Regions from separate parts of the Gossypium hirsutum genome. Here region 2 is linked to region 1. The links are chromatin contacts, called in public Hi-C maps. All regions are on one chromosome and are shown on one strand. Each heading gives the region's core, a stretch centred on a gene start, on an enhancer-like site or on the middle of the called end of the contact. The rest is flanking DNA. Distances are from core to core; before and after follow the strand shown.

The links. A called contact is a pair of places that touch in the nucleus more often than the background predicts.
Region 2: a Hi-C map of leaf shows a contact between it and region 1, with 1.9 times the contacts expected there. The contact joins the promoter of LOC107899319 here to the promoter of LOC107899314 in region 1. A contact is called at or near these places in 5 of 34 Hi-C or Micro-C datasets (all in leaf).

The regions. Positions count from the first base shown.
Region 1 is chrD04:45,265,336-45,271,225 of Gossypium_hirsutum_v2.1, reverse strand. LOC107899314 (expansin-A6) reads left to right here and starts at 3,355. Exons shown (of 3, transcript XM_016824994.2): 1 at 3,355-3,592; 2 at 3,787-4,105; 3 at 4,565-5,313. The coding sequence starts at 3,427. The coding sequence ends at 4,874.
Region 2 is chrD04:45,415,866-45,422,074 of Gossypium_hirsutum_v2.1, reverse strand. It overlaps LOC107899319 (hsp70 nucleotide exchange factor fes1), which reads right to left and starts at 3,599. Exons shown (of 6, transcript XM_016825001.2): 1 at 3,338-3,599; 2 at 3,093-3,235; 3 at 2,946-2,996; 4 at 2,358-2,579; 5 at 2,149-2,251; 6 at 1,191-1,937. The coding sequence starts at 3,423. The coding sequence ends at 1,424. LOC107899321 (protein SRG1) reads left to right here. Exons shown (of 5, transcript XM_016825003.2): 2 at 1-142; 3 at 232-364; 4 at 479-556; 5 at 643-1,034. The coding sequence ends at 894.

The DNA.
Region 1 (5,890 bases), core at 2,106-4,605:
AAACAACCATGCTACATATCATGAGGAAGCCCAGATTTGGCGAACAATTTTGACTCCAGATAACCTCTATAAATAGCGTGTAAATATTCAGATTTAACAAATACAATAGAATTTAGATAACTTCTATACATAATATAATACCCGCCTGGCGTAGTCCTAGATTGGTGAATTGTTTGGAAGATTGGTTGATTAAAAGTAAACTAAGAAAAAACTGAGTTGTATTCTATTCACCAATGTTGTATTTTGTATTGTTTGATATGCGACAACAATTAAAAACAATAAGTTTTAGAAGCTCAACAACCAAAATATAAGAATAAATAAAATAAGTGTAAGTGAAAGATGAGGAGATTTGGTTTACTTTTCAAATCAATCAACAGTTTGTTTTTATTTCTCAAATTGATTGGAATTAGCAATTTTTCTTTGAAATCAGGAGAGGGATGTTGAAGGCTTTTTGCGTTTAGTTATTAGCTTATACAATTTTTAATCCACATCATTTCAGCCACGTCAATTAAATATCTCCACATAATCATGCATCGTTACAAATAATTTCATTTGGGTTTGAAAATTACTAAAAAGAAAGAATGATGGCTAATTTTCCCAAAAGTAAACGTAAGGGCTTTTTAAAAAAAAACAGGAGAAAATATTATTATCATTTTTGTTTGGATAGTACAAAGTAATTGGATGAAAACGTGTTTGATTGATAGAGTATAATTATATCAAATTTAGTAGTACAAATTGTAATTACATAATTTATATATATTTTAAATATTAATTACTATAAAAGTTCTAAATGATTAACAAAAATTAAAATCAAATCATAATATGCATATGTTAGTCCATAATATGATTAGGAATAAAAATAACAAGAAAAATAAATATTATAACCTAATTGCATAAGCGTTCTATACTTGTTAGGTTATTTCTTGTTTAACATTTAATATATGCTCCTTATTATCATTTATTGATCTTTGATCGAGTTCTTCATCATCTGAATTTGTATAATTAATATTATCAAGATCGTCTTTTCCCATTTACTTTTCAAAGTATGAATTATCCTAATTACACCATTAAATGAAGTTATGAACTATGCAACATAGTTGTACGATCCAACCTTGTTTTTTTATCCTATATTGAAGTGATGTTAATATAGTAAATCTTTTTTTAGAACATCAAATATCCTCTGAATCACATTTCACAACTTTAAAGGTCTCGAATTAAAGAGTTCATGAGTTGTTTCTCTTGCTTTTATTTGTCACCATTATCTCAAATGATATCATACCTATTATATGATACAAAACCTTTTTGTATTTGCATAACTACCGTCTACCGCATAATATATTTGGATTTATTGTGCAAATTGTTTGTAGTTTTGTTTATAAAAAATTATATAAATTTAATTTAGAGAAAAATTTAGGTTATAACCCTTTTTGTAAGACATAAATTATGTAAAACATTATATAAAATTTATAATATACAAAAAGTTTTATAAAATGTCTAATAACTTTCACAACACTTGGATAAATAGTATGACAAAAAATTATAGCATTTTTTTTATAAATAACTATTTTTTATCATATATGGCATAGACATGTAAATAAGTTGCATCCATACTTTTTGGTCATAAATTTTTATAAATAAGTATATTATAACATTTTTGTAACACTTTTATAACATGTAAATTATTTTTTATAATAAACATTTTGGTCAAAACTTTAAAATTTTTTTTAGGATTTAAATAATATAAATTTTTTGGTTATAACTTTATAAAATACACATAAATTATTTTATAATATAAAATTTTAAGATTTATAATATAACTTTAGAATTTTTTTTGCCACAACCATTCCAAACACTCATACATGTTCATGCTTACAATATAATTCTAATAACTTCAATTAGTATATTAATTTAATAATATTATATATTAATTTAAAATTAATAAACTCTCATAGTAAAATTTTTAAATAGGCATTCACAAATGCTAAATGTTGTTCGTTTATGGATTAAAAAATGTTTTATAATAATATTTAATTTATTATTGTGTTATTATAAATGCACAATTTTGAATAAGGTTATGTAAGTATTTAATTTTGATAGAATAATGTTAAAATAACATTAAATTTTAGTTGACCGAATTTTATATTGCGACCCATAATATTACATTTTGGAATGAGATTGTAGTGTTTGGATTCTCAACATTCCGCCCATCCCGTAATCTCATATTTTGGTGTTTCATGTTAAACTAATAACTTGAATTTATTTCTTTTATGAAATTATTAGATTAACTAGATTCTTTTATATGGTCTTATTTTTTGAAAATAAAATCCTCTATCTTTTCTTATCTTACAAAAAAATTCTAAAAATAAAGACTAATTGCTTATGTTATCAAACAAAATCTAAATTGCCACAAACATTAACAATTTAAAAAAGAGAGGCACATTGTTAAAGAAAAAGAAAAACTCAACTTGTTGGGAAGTCATTAAATTGAACATAAAACTTGGATGCTTATGACCTCACTTTTCATATTAAAAGCAAGCCAAGTTCTTTAAAACACACAAATACAAACCATATAAATAACTTATCATAATTAGATTCAATGGTTCATATAAAAAAATCAAGGTGTAATGTAAATGAATTTCTTAAGTTATTATAATTTTATAAAAAATTTAAGGCTAAAAATGGTTAAGCTTATAAAAGTAAAAATTTAGTAAAATTTATTTTGAAGTAATTTTATATTTTATCAACCATATTACATTTCAATCAAATAAACTAAACAAGATAATCTTTTATTACACACATAATCTTACATTCTTGTAATTCTATTATTGAACGTAATCTAGGATTCAACAAACCAAACGCACCCTTATTATTTATTCTAATTAGGTTTATTGAACATTATGTATATTTATTTAAATTTAAAAATATAATTTTTTATATTTATTAGTTAAATATTTAAATATAATTAAAAAAACTCAATTAATTAATCAGTCATAAAATTAACCTTTTATATAAATAACAAAGGAAAACAAGACAATTTTGTTTCAAAAGTAAGTGAAAATATATACTGATTAATGTAAATAATATTATTAAGTTAGTTTTGAATTAAGAATAACTGTAAAATCGTAAGGACTAGATTAGTAAATAAAAGAAAGTAGAAGGCCTTATAAAAATAAATAATACGAAGGGGTCTATTTATCTTCTAGTGCATTTGTCAATACTTTAAGATTTGCATATATTTCAAATAATTCAGTTTGAATTTTAATTGCAGAAAAATGGACTGCATTCATTCATTGTGGGCCCCCACTCTTTACTCTTCCGGTTCCTCAATAAGTACCCCCCCACCTTCTTCCCGCTTTCCATTCGCCCCAAAGTTAACGAATCACCCTTTCTTTATTTTATCTCTTAATTTCCTCTTTAAATAAAACAATGGCTGTTGACGCTTCTTCTTCTTCCTCGACACTGCTATGCTTTGCTTCATTGATGTGCCTTTTCGGCATGGTGAATGCAAGAATCCCTGGAGTTTACAATGGTGGCTCTTGGGAATCTGCCCATGCTACTTTTTATGGTGGCAGTGATGCTTCTGGAACTATGGGTATTTCTTTCTTTCTATTAATCTTATAATATTTAATATTTTGTTTTACTTCTAGTGCAAAGCAGTAAATAAATAACCCATTTTGTTAACATGCATTTTCCAACAAATTCTCTATTTTGTCTTTTTTTTTATTGCATTGCATTCTTCATGTCCATTAAAATGTCTTCCATTGTTTCCCTTTTTTGTTTGTTGAGGCGGTGCATGTGGGTATGGGAATCTGTACAGCCAAGGATATGGCGTGAACACTGCAGCATTAAGCACAGCCCTTTTCAACAATGGGCTAAGCTGCGGAGCTTGCTTTGAGATCAAGTGCACGGATGACCCAAGATGGTGCCACCCAGGCAACCCTTCCATTTTTATTACTGCTACTAACTTTTGCCCTCCTAACTATGCTCTCCCAAGTGATAATGGCGGCTGGTGTAACCCTCCTCGCCCTCACTTTGACCTTGCCATGCCTATGTTCCTTAAGATGGCCGAGTACCGTGCTGGCATTGTCCCCGTTTCCTTCCGCAGGTCAGTCTCCCTCATTACTCTTCCATTTATTATTATTTTTACGAAGAAAAGGGTGGTGAAATGTGTAAAGTATTGTTTTTAATTAAGATAACTTTTTACGTACTTCCTTGGGAAAGGCAAAAGGAGGGCCTCAAAAGAATCGCCCTTTATTACCTCATTATCTCGGGGTCTGTTGAGATTTTGAGAATCAATCCAGAATTTAATGTCCTTTACCCACACTTAGATCCAACGGTTTTCATGTGACGCCTGGAATGACCCAAACACCCCTCCTCTTTCGATTCCCCATGATTACCAGGGCAGTACTGTAAATTTGGGGATCACCAACATTTTCCGCCCATTCAGACATCCTCCTTAAACGACAAAATTGACGACATCCCATCATTAATGCAGGAAAAAAGGGTTTCAATTTATGTAATTTCCTCAAACACCCTTCTTATTAAATTATTGATTGATTGACAGAGTGCCATGCCGAAAGCAAGGTGGAATTAGATTCACTATCAACGGATTCCGTTATTTCAACTTGGTTTTGGTCACCAACGTGGCGGGTGCAGGGGATATTGTGAAGGTGAGCGTGAAAGGAACCAACACCGGTTGGTTGAGCATGAGCCGTAACTGGGGTCAGAACTGGCAGTCCAACGCCGTTTTGGTAGGCCAACAACTCTCGTTTAGAGTGACGGGCAGTGATAGAAGAACCTCCACCTCCTGGAACGTGGCTCCAGCTAATTGGCAGTTCGGACAAACCTTCACCGGAAAGAATTTCCGTGTTTGATTTTAAACACACTTCTTTTCCCTTTTAATTTTTATTGCCACTTCTTCAATTTGACTTTCTGTTTCCTGCCCTTCAAATTTCCTTTATTTTCTCGGGAAAATTTGAAGTGGCGGGTGGGTAAAAATGGGCTTTTGGGTAGGATTTTACGGAAAAGAAAAATAGATAGCAAAGTCACCAAGTGACCATTGTGTGTGTTGTTGGATTTGAGTCATGAGTGTCGCATTTTGTATTTCTTTTGTTTGTGAATTGCAAGTAAGCTGGTGGGTAACAGTAAAAAAATTCCAGCTGATGGCAAAAAAAGTTGTAAGGTGGGGGGGCTGAAGCGGCTGCAAAGCAAAAGAAAACATGCAGCCCGCAGCACTCGAGTCATATAGTAATTTCATTTTTACTGCTATGAGAATAAGAGAGATTTAGATAAACCAAAACAATATTTTCTTGATCTGCAATGTCTTTCTCGTGTCTCTACGTTAAATAGTTGAAAAGGCAATTGCTTCTTTGTCTTTGTTGCAATGGCAATTACAATGAAGATTGTGATAAAGGAAGTGGGCCATTTCTAGGGGTGTTGATTCGGTTAACCGACCCGAAATTACTATAACTGAATTAACCGATCTTCTAAAAATTTTAACCGTTAACCGAACCGATTTTTTTTTTTAAAATTAACCGAACTGAAATTTTTTCGGTTAATAAGGTCGGTTCGAATTAACCGAAAATTATTTTTTTTTATTTTTGTTTAAAAATTACCCGAATTACCTGAATTAACCGAATTACCGAAAAATACCCGAATTACCTAAAATTTTTTTATTTTTTTATTTTTAAAATTTAAAAAATTTATAAATTATTAAAGTAAATTGGGTTTTAGACTTTAGTAAATTGGGTGGTCTTTTAGTTTTAGTTTTATTGGATTGGGTAATTGGGTAAACTTTAGTTTTAGTTTTATTGGGTTGGGTAATTGGGTTTGGTAATTGAGTTTGGGCTGGGTTGGATAATTTTATTTATTAATATTTTCGGTTAACCGA
Region 2 (6,209 bases), core at 2,350-4,849, 150 kb before region 1:
CAGACGATATACAAGGGTATGGGCATGCATATGTCGTTTCCGAAGATCAAATACTGGACTGGTCGGATGCACTCATACTTTTGGTTCACCCCTCACATTATAGGAAGCTCAAGTTTTGGCCCAATTCACCAAAAGGGCTCCAGTATGTATTCAGATGATATGGCCGAATCATAGCACTTGCATTTTCCAGTCGTATTTGCTCTATGTTAATTCAAATATATTGTCATATAGGGAAATCATAGAAGAATATTCAAATGCAATCCGAAAAGTTGCAACTGAGCTCTTTCAATCATTTTCTCTGATCATGGAAATGGACAAGGAAGCTCTGCTTGGACTGCATAAACAATTGGTGCAAGCTTACAGAGTAAACTACTACCCTCCCTGCTCCAAACCGGACCAAGTACTAGGTGTTAGCCCACATTCAGACACAAGCACCATAACCATACTTATGCAGGAAGATGATGTGTGTGGATTGCAGATTAAGCATAACAACGAGTGGGTTCCGGTTAATCCAATCCCAGATGCACTGGTGGTGAATGTCGGCGATGTCTTTGAGGTAAATAAAACATGTTTTCATTGGTGTTGGTGTAAGCAAAGACAAAATTTGAGCTGGCTCTTTTATTATTTTACTTTGTATGTCAGATATGGAGTAATGGCAAGTACAAGAGTGTTGAGCACAGAGCAGTTGCAAATTATAATAAGGCAAGAATATCTTATGCATCATTCATGTTTCCGCACGATGAGGTAGAGATTGGGCCCCTAAGTCACATGGTCGACTCAAAAACAAAACAGCAGCTTTTTAAAAAAGTGAGATATGGGGAGTATTTGAGAAGCTCCATGAATAAAAAAATGGAGGGCAAAGCACATACCCAGATGGCTAAGATTGAAGGTTAAGAAAGTCAAATATGGGGAGTTTTGAGGACCAAGGCAAACACCAGATGCATAGACTCAAACTCTCGCTTCAGTTTCTGTTACCTTTTTAATAGAAAAGATCAATAACATTAACCATTAAAGAGCAGTTTTTGTTCATTTCACCAGATGATTCTTCACCGCTATTGTTGCCTCAAGTATCCATATCTTAATTAAAAAGAAAAGGTCCAACTGTTTGATTGTTGTTAACAAAAATATTAGAATTAGAATTTATCCCATACTTAAATGAACAACCAAATAAAGTAAGAAAGCCACGAGTATTTACATCTCACTAATAATTTTTCCATTAAGCCAAAGGAGAATACACATACCCAGAGGCATATAACAGCGTGCAATAAGGAAAAACAGAGTGAAAATAAACAAATCTAGTGCTAATTTTATCAGGATATGATAAATAAACTAGCCTACGGCTTCAGCCTATACGTGAAGATTTCCCAGCCCCTTTCAGATTCAGTTTGATTTTTTGTACTGGTACCTTGAATATTGGTTTCCGTCAGTTTGGAGGGATTGGTCCTAATAATAGAGGAGCCTCTTGCTTTTTCACTCTGGGCTTTGAATCGCCAGTATGATTTGCAGCCCAACCTCTGAGAGGAGGCTCAAAATGCTTGCTGGCAACATCAGGTGGAGGGTCATCTTCACCGGGAAGTGATAAAAGTCCCTTCTCTCGAAGGGACGAAGGCTCCTTATAACATGTACTCCACAGGCAGTCCACAAGCTGCCTTTCCTCCCTAGTAGCCCCAAGGTCTTCAGGAGACATCAAGCTGATACCTTTAATTCGATCCTCGAGAATTTGCTTCAGCTTCTCATCTTCTTCACCTAAACCACCATTACTCCCACCTGTCTTGTCCCGGGCAAGCTCAAGGAGACCACGAAGAGCAGCTTCTCTTACTTCTGCATCCTCACTCGAGGCAAGATGCAACATTACACGAGGGAGCCCCAGCTCTTTTACAACATTGCAATCTGAATAATTTTCATGCAGTAGATATTGAATCAAGTTCAAGGCTTTCCTGGAAGAAAAAGAGAATTAAATGAGAAAACCATAGTAGGGAAACTAACCAGAGAAAAAATACACAAGTGATCTTTGAACTATAGGAATTTATTTGATATCTAAAAATCATTTCCTCATACGTTGGAGACATCCTAGAATGAAACCCTGAAACCTAATAACAGCAAAAAGATGATGCAGACCCGGACTACAAAGACCTATCCCAAGATTACCTTTGAAATCTTGCACTATCAGCTCCCACAGCATCTCTCAAGGCTGCATAACCATTTGCAAGTCGAAATGCAGCAATACCGGGTTTGTTGTGGCGGATCAAGGCTGAAATCCAATTGCAAAAAGAAAATGCCATGTCATGTTTTTGTATGAGCATGTTCACTGAAATTAAGAATTAAGAAGTATACTATAGAACAACAGTTGTACCCACAAGATATTGCACCAAGTGCTTTGGTTCGAACAGTTACATCAGGGTCAGAGGCAAAATTGGAAAGGAGAGGCTCTAAGCCATTTGCTTCCATAACCAACTGTTGACTCCGGGGATTATTTTGTACAATGGTGGATACGACTTCTGCAGCTTTGGCTCGAATATTAGCATGTGAATTCTTCAGATAACCAAGGAGAGGGACTAAACCACCAATTGAGTGTAGATCTGCCTCAAATGCACAGACTGTGTTAAGTATAGATTTTTCGAAAGTGGATGAAAACAAACAGGCTAAAGATCCGTTGAAAAGACTAGAGGGCTAAATAAAGGGCGACGTTTTTTCCTACAGCCATTTCACAGACAAAACTTATACTTGCAGGAACGGTATCAAGGCTAAAAAATAGAAGTTATATGATGCAACAAGTCTATGAAATTGAAAATCCCAATTCCATTATTGGTAGCATCCTAAAGAATTACTTATCCCAAAAAAGAAATTCTAAGCAGCCAATGTAATGCATCAAATTAAGCATTCATGATAAAGAAATCAGTTAGGAAAGAACAGCTAGGTAATAATCTCAAAACAATAGAACTTACCATTTGCCATGTCAATAGACTCAACGTGCTCTTGCAACTCATCCAACATATCTGCCACCATCAAATCAGTAAGCAAACAAAGGTACTCTTAAAACCTAGAAACAAAAGAGAAAGCTTGAAAACACCTTGGGGATTGTGCAATAGTACCTTCGATATCAGCAGCTGTAACTCCTTGAGCTTCCAAAACCTGCTCTGGAGTTTGCATAACCATAGTTATCTCTTTCATTCGCTTAATCACATCAACGGTCTGCGATTGCATTGCTTCCATAAACCATCTTTTATCTTCCTCACTAAACAAATAAACGAATAATTGATTACCCGCTAAATATCAATTGACGATCGTAAAAATAAAATAAAAAAAAGGTCCTTGAGGAAAAAAAAGATGGGGTTACCTTAAATTACGAGTAGGTCGAGTTCCATCAGAGTTAGCAATGCTCCACTTCAGCAATCCATCCCAGTTGGGTCCGTCTTTGGCCATAGTTTCTTATTCTAACTAAATCACAACCTTCGTTTCTTGCAAATAAATTGAACAAGGGATTCTGCAGAACTGGTCGGAATTCCTTTTAATAGAGAATTTCAGCGAAAATTCCAGGCGATTCGAGACTTTTCGTTTTAGATTAGAAAGTGGCGGAAAGCGCTGCGGCCTACCGACTTTTCTCGACTGAAAGACCTAAGCTTTGCATTTTGATTGGATCTACCCATGGGCCCAAATTCACTATGTCGGTTTGGGTTTAAAGGCCCAGTATAGGCTTTTTATTTCTTTTACAAAGTGTTCTTTTAAGGGTAAATTACAGTAAAATCCAAAATATCCCATCCCACACTATTGCCATACTCTTTCACCACCACCCATTATCCCTCACTCCCAACATTTCTAACCAATCCAAAACAATAAAAACACACAATCCTATTCAAAACTCATTCCATTTGAATTCATCAAACTTCCTCCCCGAACCCCATGCAACCACAAAATTTTACATTTCCAAAACATGATCCAAAGAGGAACAACTCACATTTTGGGGTTGAAGTTACACTTCAAATTCCTTTTTTATTTATTTTTATTAAAATTATTTATAATTTTTTTTACAAATATAATGGAATCCCTATTGATTTTTTTATATTTTATTTATTTTTAATCTAATTATTCTTCTTTTATACTTTTTTTTAAATTTGTAAAATTTTAATAACCTATTTTTTTTCCTAAATCAGTTATTTATCAAAACAAATCAAATATAAATACTAATATTTTGAATTGGTGATTTTTAAAATGCTTACTTCATCCAAACACACTCTTAAGGTTAAACGGGATTTTAAGTTTGGAAAAGAAAAAAGATGTAACCTTCCCAACCTAGTCTAGATGTTAAGCCCGAATTCGAAAAATTACATTAGCCACCAAAATGGCCTAGCAGAGTTACTGGAGTTTATAAACAGTCATATTAAAATATTTATTTAGTTTAGTAGAAAACATAGTCTATTTTTAAAAAAGTTTACGAGTTATAAAAAAAACCGATTTAGATTAACTTTCCTATGTAATGGTGACTACTTTTAAGACAACATAGTTAATTTTTCATTTATTTATTACCACAATTTCAATTACAATCTAGCAGCGGAAAAATGATATTCAACTTAGTTTTAATTTAGTAAAAATCAGAATTTATGCATAAATAATTAAAAACCATATTTTCCACATCCTAAAATTAAATTAAATGCCATGCATGCTATTTAAACTCAAATCTTGAGTCTCGTGCCACAAATTTAAAATAAAACAATATAATCTCTGAGTAACAAAATATTAAATAATAAATTTAAAATATTTTAATAAAAACAAAACAGAGCTGAAACCCTCCGAATGACGTGCTCGCGTTCTAACCTAATGGGTTATCTGTAGAGATGGTAATAAAAGGGAAGTGAGCTATGAAGCTCATTGTGAATTCAATTATAAGAAAATCAGTGCAAACAATCGGTGAAACATACTAAATAGTAACGCATAGAATGATCACAATCAATTATCAATTCAGAGTATCAATTTTATGAATCAATCATCAATGTAATATCTCAGAATTCACAGTTTATGTATGCACGCATTTATGAATGGCAATGCAATTTCATTATATCAAAGAAAAATCCTACCCAACTCTTCTATACACCAAAATGGGAGTTTCCTCTGAACTCTAATCAACCTATATACCGGGTTGTGGTTTAACCACCAATAATCTGCAAATAAACTGCTAATGGTTGTGGACACACAACAAAATATTGCAAATGAGATCTGCCACTAGCAGTAGATGCCCAACATAATCTTGCAAATAGAATTTTCCTCTAGCTGTGGATACACAGCAAAATCTCACAGATAGAATCTACTTTTGGTTGTGGATGCACAGCAAATTTATAGATAGACTGTCGATGGTTGTGGTTTGCACAGCAAATTTGCAAATAAACTACCAATGTTTCCTCCGTACATATCATCCAACACCATGCAATGTAATATGTCATGTTTATAACAGATCAATACGATAACAATTAGTATGCTTATAGCAGATCAATTTGGTAGCAATTAATATGTTTATAACAGATCAATACGATAGCAATTAATATGCCAATATCATATCAATACAGTAAATAATATGTTCATAACAAATCAATTCAGTAGCAAAAGACATGTTTGTCATGTGTTCGGACTATTTAGGGCTAAATTGAACAAATCATAAAATTATGGGCAAAACTATAAAGTAAGGATCACACGGCCGTGTAACAAACTGTGGTCGTGTGGAAATTGCAAAATTAACCTATAGGAGAGACACAGTCGTGTGGTAGGACATGTGAGATTCGAACTACCCTAAGTTTCTAGGATACATGGCCGTATAAAGGGTCATGTAGTCCATACACCCATTTAGCAAATCGTGTGGCCTTAATCCTAGGGACAATTTGCCCTGGTTCGCTTGATAAAAAATACACACCTTTCACCAAAAGCACGATCAAAGTCCCTCATGATCAAATTTGATTTGATGCACCAAAAATAGGCCTTTCAAACTAAATTTATGCATGAGTTAACAATGGGTATCAAGATTTAATCAAAATTAATGGAAGATTTCGGAAAGAATCATAAAAGAACGTAATCAAATTGAAAGATCGACGTGGATCGATGCTATTGTGGAATTTACGAGTTCTACTAATCGAAACAAATGTACTTACTGAACCTTGATGAAAAATATCAGATGCTATCAATGGCGAAATTGACAATCGGTAAGGGAACGACTTGAACATGAT